2 separate regions of the Rattus norvegicus genome follow, and region 2 is linked to region 1. The links are chromatin contacts, called in public Hi-C maps. All regions are on one chromosome and are shown on one strand. The core of a region is the stretch at or near the end of the contact, and the rest is flanking DNA. Distances in the headings are between cores, read along the strand shown. Region 1 overlaps Scfd2 (sec1 family domain containing 2). Region 2 overlaps Scfd2 (sec1 family domain containing 2).

Region 1 (5,920 bases), core at 774-3,273:
ATGATACCCAGTAAACTTCTCATTAGTATTAGTGGCGTGGTACTGCTCAGAGCCTCCCTTTGAGTCCGCCTGCTCTCTGATGTTAGACCTGACCAGAATTTTCATTTCTGCTCACCGGCTGAAGTCAGAGGAGTGGCTTCTTGCCATCAAAGTCAACAACAGGCCTGGTAGACAAAGAGAACGGGAGGACCCTTCTATGGGTGTGCAGTCTATGGCATTCAACTCCACACTCTTGTGGGTCCTGGTTTCATGTTTTGTCAGTCACAACCTTTCACTGTGTTCCTTCTTATAGCAGCCCCTATTTTAAAGGTGCTTTCCAAATAACCTTATGTTTGGACTGAGCTAAAAATGGTAAAAACAGATGTGCTAGCTGTCTTCCAGGAAGGCTGGAGAGATCCTAAGGAGAGTGGATTCAGCGTCACCTGGATTGGACCCATAAAACAGTAGCTACTATTAACAAGCCCAAAAGAAAAAAGAAAATTTGATTTTTAGGGCCCTGTTGGAGATATTTAGGCAAAGGAAAGTGTATTTATGTGGAAAGTTTCAAGGCATTCCAAATGAGATAAAGCGAAATGAGAAGAACACAGACGTGCAGCTCCTGGACCTCAGCTCGCCATATGTGAAGTATCAAATAAATAGCTTTCTAATCTCAAATGCTAATCTCTCCTTTCAGCCTTCCTCATTTTATGGGACCAAATATTTCAAGCCTCATCTGGGTTCTATTACAATCTCAAAGACAACATGATATCTAGGAAAGCGTTTGTATGTAAAAATCATTTAAACTCAGGCAGTGGTGTAAGTTGATGTGGACTCCATTACCCTAGATTTCATATAATTATATTCCTTTTCCTTTAACTCCAAAAATGATCATTTTCTCCTTTGGCACAGAGTTTCCTTGGCTCTAGGTTTGATGCCAATGGAGTCTCACTGTGAAAACAGATTAGAAGTAGGAGGTCTGGTCAGTCTTCACAATGCTACATTCTAATCAGGCCGAGCCGCGGAGAGGGCCGCTGTGGGCACGCTGGCTGCTCTTCAAACAACAGCGCATGCTGTCCATTTCACTCACAATGAAAAAGCTCTTCGGGAGATTTCGATAACGGCTCCCCTCCTACTCAGAGCCCACATTTGTAATGTTTATATAAGTGGGGGTTATAAATCTTTCTCCAATAGACCCCATGGTTTCTAAGGCAGACTTCTTGTTATAAACTGCCTGTTTCCGGTTTGCCTGCCTAAGCAAGGCAGGCAAAGCCAGTTTGCCAGAGACTGGAACTAATTTAATGTGCTCCAGGTTTAAGCCCCTAGCCTGTGTGCCTTTACAGGGAGATTTTACACAGTGGATTACAGCTGACTTTAACAATGATTCATACGATAAGTGGCTTTCGATTTGTTTTTTAATGTCCGAAAGTATGCATTTGCAGAGGACATGTCATCAAAATTATTAAGGGAAAAAAAAGGAATTCAACTTTTCATCAAAATAAAAAGTGTAAATGGTATTGGTGCCAAGGGCTCCTGCACGTGAATTTGTGTTCTACTACAGAAAATAAGACAAAGTTGGTTATAGACAGTTAAGCCTGGGTGAGTTCCAAGATAGGATGATTGGTTAAATTGATACATTTTACCTCAAGGTTTGGTCCTGTTATTAAAAATACTAAAGCTACCATGAAAATGGACAAATGCCCTGTTCTATCCAGCCTCAAAGATATCCTGTGTGCTTTTTTTCAAAGATGCAACATTCCTTGAGACAAGCGCTAATTGAAACAAAAGCACATTCACAAACCTCCAGGACCATCCATCAGGGGAAAAAAACCGTGTCATCTGTTAACTCAGCAGCAGCCCCAGCTTAAGAAAGCAAACTGCAGCACAGAAGGCATGGTTATACTATTGTTTGAGTGTTTGTGCTGAGGGGCCCACACTGCTCTCCACGATACTTTTAAAATATCAAATGTAAGAAGATAGGCTCGTCCCCAAGCTGTTGGTTTCTTCCATCCCCCACTCCCGCCGCCCCCAAGTTCCTTTCAAAGGGATCGGCAACGTCGTACAGTAGGGGGCAGTGTTGCACCACCTTGCTCTCACTTGGACAGCATCAAGGCCAGACCAAAGGAAAACAGCCCATTATTCTTCATTATGCCTTAACCACCCCGGCCTAATTACCCTAATTTATTACAAAATTTCAGAGTTTTCCCTTGTAGCCTAACCTGCTTTCTCACCACCTACATACCATATTGAGATGTTTTAAATGATAGAAAAACTAATGTTTTTAATAACAAAACCAAATCTACCCAAATATCCGAGACAAGGCTGATTGCTGTTTAGCCGTTGTTGATGGAGAACTATTTGTTGAATGTCATATTTCAAAAGCATGAAGACTTTTACAATTGCAAATATCCAGATGTTCTTTATTGAAAATATAATATCACATTGGGAGATGGCTAAAAAAAAAAGAATGAATATTTTATCTTGGTCTAAAATGAAATGCAGAGTTGGTTTATAAAACACAAGTCAATGCGACCCATGCTAATTACATAATATTTAAAATATGGAATAAGAAAATATTTACAAGTACAAAAATGTCTTCATATCTTCCAGAAATAACCTTTGTCTTTCCATCTGCCTGGATGGCTCTCACTGGCCTGCTGGGAACTAACGCCCACACTGCACGCTGGCTTCCCGCTCGCTTCCCGGCGCTTACACTGCTTTGGAGCTGTGAGTGGGTGCGAGGAGAGGCTAAGCCTTTCCTGGGTCCCAAATAAAACGTGTCCATATATCATAGCAATTTTATCTACATACACAGTGGTGATCCAAGTACATTTCAAGGTTAATAAAATAATAATTCATTATTTGACTTAAAAAGAGAGAAAGAGCAGGAGCTAGAAAGGCGGCTCAGCCGTTGAGAGAACTCACTGCTCTCACAGAGGACCCAAGTTCCTCCCTCTGCATCTGCATCAGCCATCTCAAAACCACCTGCACCTCTAGTGTCGGGTGGGGCCGCGCCCTCTTCTGCGCTTTGCAGGCAACTGCGAGCATGTAGAACATAAACTCATGCAGACTATACACAGACAGACAGAGAAGGTTTAAACAAATAAAATAGAATCAAGACTCCCAGTCTTTGCGATTCTTTATCTTTGTCTTCAATTTCAACTTGTTTTTTTTCCACTTGTGTTAAGAAATGTTAAATTTAAAAAAACTTTTACAATTTCACAATTCCACTGGAAAACATTAAAATCATGCCTTTAGAGACATACAAATTAATGGTTTAAAATGTACAAAGGGACTGTAAGAATACAAAATATTTTTTGAAATTCCGTAAGCCAGCAAAAGTCCATAGAATCATATTTAAATGCAATAGATTTTAAGCTTTGGTACTTTGTTACGTTGTGGTTCATTACGCAGCTCATTTCTTTGTTTTATGCTCTCCAGGCGTGTGCGTGTGTGTGTGTGTGTGTACGTGTACGTGCATACACAGTGTGTGCTTAGTGCTTCTATGAGACCCTCCTCCATGTGTGCTGTACCTTTCACCAAAGCTTTTGCAGTGGGGAGGGGCTCGTTTTCAAGACTTAACAGAAACACTGCCCCTATAATTACAACAAAATTTCCTTCAAATTGAGCTAAACATTTGAGCTGCCAGATGGGACATAATTCTTCATAATTATTGCAAAAAGAGGGCCTGTGACAGTTGCAACAGAGTAATTGGCTAATGGGAGAGCAGCAGGTATGCATTTTCCCAAAACATCTGTTTGAAACTCTGGGCCATTTGGAGAGTACCTAGAAAGTCCCATCTTCTAATTAGTTTCTCGCCAACCCGAACCTCACTGGCACGGCTGTTGGAGTAGGTGAGGGTCAGGTTCTCCTGTAGTCAGGCTGATGAAAGCACCCCACCCTCTAAAAGCATGGGCTGATTTCATCTCGCAGTATGGGCTCTGAGATGGAAAAGGAGAGAGCATTTTCTCCTAAGAAGAGCGCGCTTTCTTCATTATTTCAGCCATTCCCTGTCAAAAGCATCGCTGCATACTACAGTGCTCACTTCTCGTCTCTCTTCCTTTATACTTATGATGACAAATGAAGAGATGACGAGAAACAATAAGGAATGAACTTGGCGTCGTGGGATACAATAACAAATATATTTTGGTTTTGTCCCTGATTCCTAACGAAGAGCGCCTAGAACACCTTAGGACTCCATGCAATAGATTGTCTTCGGGGGCAAGAGCGATGGCTTCGTGATAAACATCACTTGCTTCCTTGCCTTGCAGAGGACCCTGCAGTTCCAAGCCCCCACATGGCAGCCAACAACCATCTGTAACCCTAGCTACAGATCTGATGCCCTCTTCTGACCTTCACGGGTACCAGGCACACAAATGTCATGTATACATACATACAAGCAAAACATTGATACACAAAATGAATAAGTGTTAAATGTTTTTAAAGTGCATTCTGTTAGCCCCATAAGCCCCATATGAATGCATGTATTCTTATACTAATGAAGGACCTACTGTGTGACCACAAATGATAGCATGATGAGGTCAGTCATCAAAAAGACCAAGTAATTAAAGTCCCAGATCTCTCTATCCACCAATCTAAGGGAACATGTGGAGCTGGCAGCTGGGCTCTCCAGAGGCTGGAACACAGGGGCTTTCTGGGGCAGGTGACTATTGGGAGAGGGCACGGAAACTAGACCCTTTGCCTTCTTTTCTCTTGAGTTGCATTCTTTAAAACAATTAATAAGCATACACCTTTTCTTCTCTTCTAAGATTTATACCAACACATTATTGAACATAAAGACAGTGTTCTGGGTAACTGTTACTTTTTGTGCAGCCTGTGGGCTTATACCAGGCATCTGAAAGGTTCTGCAGGCTAAGTCCTTGTAAATTGTTAGATCAGACACCCATGCCAACTAGAATAGACAGTTGGTATCCAGAGAACTGAAGACTAGTCTAGTGTGAGAAAATAGCCCCAAGATACAGTTCCAGAGGACCAATGGCCTGAATTGTCAGTGACAGGATATCTGAATAATCACTTTGGCTTTCACATCAAAATACTGTAGATCTGGTGGCTTTAAGAACACACACTATATTTCCTCACAGTTCTAGAGACAGAACATCTAGATTAGCTTTCCAGCACAGTCAGGTATGAGGGCTCGTGCTTTTCATGTCCCCACGGGAGGAAGAGAGGGAGAACTGCTGCCTCTTTGGACAGGAGTACTAATCTTGCCACAGTAAAAATCCCATTCATGTCATGACTTCATCTAAACCTAACGACCTCTTGAAAGCCCCGTGTCATCATAAGAACTTACCATGGCAGTTTTGGCAGGACACAGGCCAGACCACAGCATAGTGCCCACCGGACAAAACAAAAACAACAACAACAACAAAATCTGCTCATAGTGAAGGTTAAGCCTCCCTCCTGGGATAGGTAATTCCTCTTCTGTATCTCAGTGCTTCACTTCAGAGTATTAGAAAGTACATGAACACACACCCACCCCCATTCTTGTGATACGTGCTGGCTTTATTCCCCATCTAGCAACGTCTGTTCTCTTCCAGTCTTGCAACCTCTAAACTCACCTTCAAAATACAAGACATGTCAGAAGAGGGAACTCTGAAAATTACAAACTATTAAAGTGGGTTGCAAATGGGAAAAAAAAAACCCAAAAACCTCTGGCACCCTGATTTAATCAAAGTTGAAATGAAAGCACTGTGTTCATGACTAATAATAGCAGAGCTTCTCTACTCACAGAGAAAGCAGTAATCTGTTCCTGGAAAAAGCCTGCAGCTTCCTGTTTGGAAAATCAGAAGGCAGGACAAACACTGTGCTAATGACCAAAGGAGTCTCCTCCATCACAAGCAGTCTCTGCTTTAGGCTAAGTGCACTCAGACCAAATCCTAACTACATATTTATTACTGAAAGATAAATGGAATTAAAAGTACAG
Region 2 (6,033 bases), core at 3,026-5,525, 120 kb before region 1:
CTTGCAGAAGACCGATGTTTGTCCAACAGAGTACAGATGTTTTTGACCCAAGTTCCAAAATAAATCTTTCTTGTAAAGTATAGTTTGAAGGCAAAGACTGTTTCTTACAGAGGTTTCTAAAACTAAAAATAAGCTACCTTCTCAGTGGGTCACCCTGGATAGGGAGATAAAAAGGCAAACAAAACATTAAATAACAACAACAATGGACAAGATAAGCTCTTACAAGTTCAAATGAAGCTCTGGGGACGATGAGAACATCTTTTTGAAAGGATACATGCTGGGAGCGGCTCTGATAATGTCACTGTCTGCTTCAGTTTTGAATGACCCCATTCCAACAGGAACTGTCCTGAACCTCCAGGCAGAACTGGCCAACATTCATGTTTGCAACATTGCAGTCCGCTGCCATGGGAAGTAATGTACTGCCACGGACATCTTTTGGGTTAGCACTCCTGGGTCATACAGAGGCAAAAGCCAAGTAAATGGTGCATCTTTTCTGTGCCACTGTGTTCTTTTCAGGGCTTAGTAAGATTCAGAAAAACCGGGCAAAACTGTTATAGTATGAAATTTTTAAAAAATCATCTAAATACTTGTGCAGAATTCTGGAAATGAAATTTCCATTGATCCAGACTACGTTGAATGCACTAGTCATGGGCAGGTCTCCCGTTTTCTTGTACTAGACAGTTTAAGGCTGGCACTGCATGTGACTCGCTCTAATAGGATAAAAGTGAAAGAGACTTAGCTCCCCAAGGTTTTGAATATTTAGTTTCAAATTAGCTGTGTAAGTATTTTTCAAAGGCCTCCTAGAGGACCTGAAAACACAAATATTTCCCAAGGCTTCTTAAGTATTTAACGGCATTAAAAAACACTCAAAATATTACCCAGCCTTTTCCTCCCACCCACATGCTCTCCCCAAGAAGAGAGAAGAAGCCAACGTCCTTGGCATAACAATCATATCTGGGTGGGCACCACTGGCTAATTATAACACAATGGGCTATTTCCAGCTTCCTAAAAATAAGGGAAGACTCATCAAGTGCTGGGAATGGTTGTGCAAGGGTACCACATGCACCATATGACACCCACAAGAAATACACGTGGAAAACATTTCAATCACACAGAAAGCGGAGAGGACGAGGACAAACAAGTTAAATAGAAGTGTGCGCGGGAGTGACCTAACTCGCCCTAACTTCCAATGATGCTGGTGTGACCTCTTCTGTGTCAGTTCATCTTGAAGGAGACAATGTCAGGCAGGCTTGTACATGGACAAAGACAATAAACAGACAGACAGACAAACAAAAGTTTTAAACAAGTACTCAATATGTAGTCCAAGCTGGCCTTGAACTCTGCATCCTTCTGCATCTGCCTCCCAAGCTCTGGGAGCATGCATGCTATGCCTGGGCCCTAAATAACATCCTTTTAAAAAGTGTTTGATAAAACATGGTTGTATCCTTTAAATTGAAGCCATTTGGATTTCATCAAAGTATGAGGCTCAAAAATATCCAATGGTAGGGACAAAAAGCTATTTTAAAATCAATTCTGGAGTTAAAAATAAGTTTTACTTGTGGTAAAACATGGGATACGGAGAGGAATGAGGAGACAGGACTTAGAGCAGCCAGGGACTGTGTGAGTGGAGAGGCTACTGTGCCTCTCTGGTGGGAATCAGACTCTTCCCATAAACTGAAGGGTGCCGTCAGATGGTTTCTCAGGCCTTCTGTAGCTCTATCAGCTCAGGATTCTTGTTACAACTAAACGCTTCGAGCCATACTGTACTGTACCAACACAGAGAACCTCACCGGTACCTGCTGGCTACAGGTAGAAAAGGCTGGAGCGGCAGCTGCCTAATCCCTTGACAATTTCACTGGTAAGCTTCATCCACTAGTCCCTGATTCATGTAACCCTAGCATTCATAACCACAGATTCTCACTCCTCCTGCCTTCTCTGGGCCCGTCAGCTCCCACTCTCCCTCTCCTCAGTCTTCCTCTGACCTCTTTCTAGCTGCCTGGCTGGCTGGCTGGCTCACTGCTATGCAACATGCAGATGGCATCGGGTGGAGCCTTCTCACCGCTCTTCTCCCAAAGTCTGTGCCAACATACTCCTCTCCTCCATGTCTGTAGCAACCTGACTCTTCTGCCAACCCAAATCAACATCAAATAATGCCACGTCTCTGCTCAAATCCCTGTGAGCCTCTTTCCACACAGGGACAAAGTCCACATGGGAGTCATGGAGGTCCTCCCTGTCCTGATTTCTGTCTCCTCACCACCCATTCCTCCTTGCTTCTTCTGATGTTCTTGGCGGAGATCTGAGAAGAGACCCAGCAAGCCACAATATCAGGACTTGGCGTTGGTATTACGTGCAGCTGGTAGGTCATTTCCCACGTCCGAAGGCACCCTACTTTGCTCCATTCAAGTCTGTTCAGAATCTTCTTCAAAGAGCCCCTCTTTAGCTACGCCATATAAAATCACACATCTGCAAACCACGCTGTACTCTCCTCACATCATGCCCCCCATTCTCCAAAGCGATTATTAACCCGTGAGAGACCACCTATGCACTCACTGTCACCCTGCATTATACTGCAAGTCCACAATGGTGGGACTTCATAGGTTCTGTGCACTGCTTCAGTCAACCCTGGGGTCTTTGACAGGTGTAGGTACACATCTATTCAATGTTCTGAGTCATTTCTCTGTTGTTAACCACTTAAGGAAAAGTTGGTGAAAATTTGGTATCATTAAGGAACAAATTAAGCATTATAAATATAAGTGGTCTATATACCCTTGCCAGCTGTGGATGGCTCAATTGGGAAGTGAAGGCAGAGGCACATATGGCCAGAGAAAGGTAGGTAGAAACCGAAGAGCAGCCCAAACCCAGGCAGAGATGCTGTATTTCTGACAGGCATTGCCCCTGACGGCAATAATCCAATGCTCTCACACTTCAGAGGCCAATTTCCTTCTGGTGATTTCTCCCTATTCATCCTGAGTGGGCAGACTCACATAAGTCATGGTGATTTAGATTCAGTCAATCAGTTTTCTGTTAGCAGGACAACTCCAGTGGGCCCATGAAGGGCCGTTTTCATGCTTGGGGTTCCATTTACTGTTGGACAATTATGGGAAAGAGAACCAGCATTCCGACCCTGGAGACTAAACACAACCTCCTAAAGGATGCTAAGGACACACACGTTTAGCAAAACTCACAGCAGAGAATCTTGTTTATGAGGAACAATGTCAGAATGTGCTCCTGTGGGTCACGTCTTAAGTGGCCATGTCTTCTCTTATTAGTCTCTATGTGAGGAGAGCCACACTAATCTTTGTTATAAATGTATTTGAAGTGAACAGTATTAAGCAGGGCAGAACGTAGAGCATTAGAGGCCATGGCACATCCTCTTTCTGTTTGGTAAGCGATGAGCACTGCCCCAGGCTAGGATGACTGCAGTGAGGCAGGTCCTCCTTCCACACGGTTGATGGGAATGAACCTCGGCAAATCTCCTGGGGGTGCAGGTGACCCAAAGTTATCAGGAGACTGAGGAGTGATGATAACCTGTGACCTAGTGATTCCAGTTCTAGGACTTTATCCTAAGGAAGTAATCAAAGATAAGAACAAAGATTTATAACAAGGATGTTCAAAATTTGGAAACAAATATACAAAAATAGAAAAGTGCCTAAATAAATAATAGTAAGTCTTAGAATATAACTTATATGCTAAAATAAATTCTTATAAACAAATTCTGACATAAAGGTTAATTTGTATCTGAACCCATGTGTTTATTTGTATATATGTATTTATTATATATCTATTTATGGTGACTCTCTTTGGGTGATGGGATTAAATAGCTGAAGTTGATTAAAAGTTTTATCTGCATGATTTCTACCATAAACAGGTACTTCTTAACATGGAACAGTTATGTCGGTTTAAGTATAAATGGACGAGTCACAGGATCAGGAGAAGGCCAGGACTCACAATCCCATTTGGATTCAAAGAGGCTGCAAGACCTCGCTGCTGCTAAATGTGACTGTACCCGTGTCACTAAGACCCTCTTCCTATCAGGCACAGAGTTCTTACCAAGAGGCCAGTCTGAGAGATGTACAGCATGCAGAGGTGCCCCGAGGCACAGCCCCATCTTCCTGGTGGTTTTCTGGTCATCGTTCTAATTTAATTTAGATGGATATGGTAGGACTTCCCTTGGCATCCCAAGCAATCCCCATTACTGCTCTGAGGAACAAGCTGCTCAGAGACTAAAGGTTCAGGCACAGAGAGCTCTGCTGCATTTTTGTTATTTGGCTCATGAAACTATAAAAGTCTGGTGAGTCAACAGAGAGGCTCCAAACACAGAGGTCAGTGCTGGGCTACTGATCTTGCTGACCCCACCTCAGAGCCAAGAACTGCAGTGCAGCCTTCTCCTCCCACACTAAAACCATTAGCCAGCAGCTCCTCCTGCCTCATTCTTTTACAGCTCTGTTTTGAATAGGTAATGGCTCTTCCGGTGCCCACACACTAAATTAGCATGTCACTCCATGACGTTTCTTTACTGTAAAGGCCTTTCATGTATCTGCAACAGTGCCCTGCTTGTTAGTGCTAATTCACATTAATTGGATGATACCCTCTTTGAAATCAGACTGTGATCCCTGAAAGTCCTAAGGTCTAGTGTGGTTGTGGAAGCCAGTTTATACACATCTGGTGACTTAATAGGTCCCTGTTTTAGGCAACAGGCAAGCTACTCTAAGCCTTGCTCAGCCACGTTTTATAAATGTTTTCAGACACAGGGCAAGCTTAGGGAACTGTCAGTACTGCTCTGTCTTTTTCTTTTCCCTTGTCTCAAGTTTATTTGTAAAAACAGCATAGGACACTGGCCATCTGCACATAGTGTGTAGGTAGGTGTGTCACAGCAGTCCGTCTGTCTTCACACTAGCAGGAGCCTGTTCTATGGGGCCTTCCCAGGGGCCTGGGCACCCTTGGGAGCCTGAGCTGGAGCTGAAGCCTGGGCCTTAGCTGGAGCTGTGGCCTCTGCCTTGGTTTGAACCTTGGGCTTTGGTTGGCAGAGCTTTGAGCCTTGGCCATGTGGCTTCGAATAGGCTTCCCAAGCTTGGGGTAAGCAATGAAAGCCAGATGGCTGAGTTTGTAGCTGGAGCCCTTTGGCATCTTAGGCTTGATGGCCTGAGGCTTCATAAGGGCCTTGATGGCCTCTGCTCGTGCACTCACGGCCTTGGCATTGTTGGCCTGGATCTTCTTCAGGCCTTTCCTTGTACTTCCTGGCAAAGCGCATGTTCCTCAGTCAGGAACTTGGGGTCAACCCCTTAAGAGATTTGTATCTTTGTGATCAGGGTTTCTTGATGTCATTTCTGGACCATTTGTGGGACTGGCTGTATGTAGTGTGTTTCTTAGACTGTCTTTGTAATTCCCCATCTACAAGCTACTAAATCTGCTGACTCCAATATGCTTTACAGGCTGAGGTAGTAATGTGCTTGTTGGTGTGTTTAAAGACCCGAACTCAAATCCTAGCATGGGAAAAAGAGAAAACAGAAACAAAGCAAAGCCCCAAGAGCAATGTGCATGTCTTTTGATAAATTCCTATAGCTCCTGGCCTGAAACAAGGCTCTCCGGGAGATGCCTCCAGATCTCTAGAAACCAGGTAGCTGTTCCACAGGGTGCTACAGTTCTCCTCCTCCTGAGCCCCCTGGGAGACCATGGATCCCAGCCAGTTTTACTTATATATTATGTACATATATACTACATTATGTATGTACACACATATATGTAACAATAACAGTTAAAGAAAATGAAGCTATGAATTTGAGGTTGAGTAAGTAGGTGGGAAACACAGGAGAAGAGGGAAGAGGGGAAATAATGTAATTTCTATATAATATAAATTATATAAATTATATTTTAATAAAAATAAAATAAAAATTTTACATACACACACACACACACACACACACACACACACACATACGAGAAATGGCTTAGCACTTAAGAACACTGGCTGCTTTCCCAGAGATCATGGGTTTAAGTCCTAGAACCCACATGGTAGCTCACAATTGTCTGTGA

The links. Hi-C and Micro-C count contacts between places; a contact is called where the count stands out from the background.
Region 2: a contact with region 1 is called in a Hi-C map of Schwann cells, with 10 times the contacts expected there. The contact joins two enhancer-like sites. A contact is called at or near these places in 9 of 12 Hi-C or Micro-C datasets (the A7r5 cell line, the Rat2 cell line, Schwann cells and 6 more) and 1 of 1 datasets of contacts at active chromatin or transcription factors (oligodendrocytes).

The regions. Positions count from the first base shown.
Region 1 is chr14:34,112,449-34,118,368 of GRCr8, reverse strand. All of the region lies in intron 4 of Scfd2 (sec1 family domain containing 2), which reads right to left. Among named protein-coding and RNA genes, the nearest start is that of Scfd2, 78 kb to the right of the region's middle. Within about 2 kb of position 2,023, at least 27 of the 93 cell types and tissues checked have an H3K27ac peak or open chromatin away from gene starts, as enhancers often do. A contact at or near this core is called in Schwann cells, where this site is marked.
Region 2 is chr14:34,238,008-34,244,040 of GRCr8, reverse strand. All of the region lies in intron 5 of Scfd2 (sec1 family domain containing 2), which reads right to left. Among named protein-coding and RNA genes, the nearest start is that of Rasl11b, 130 kb to the left of the region's middle. Within about 2 kb of position 4,275, at least 7 of the 93 cell types and tissues checked have an H3K27ac peak or open chromatin away from gene starts, as enhancers often do. A contact at or near this core is called in Schwann cells, where this site is marked.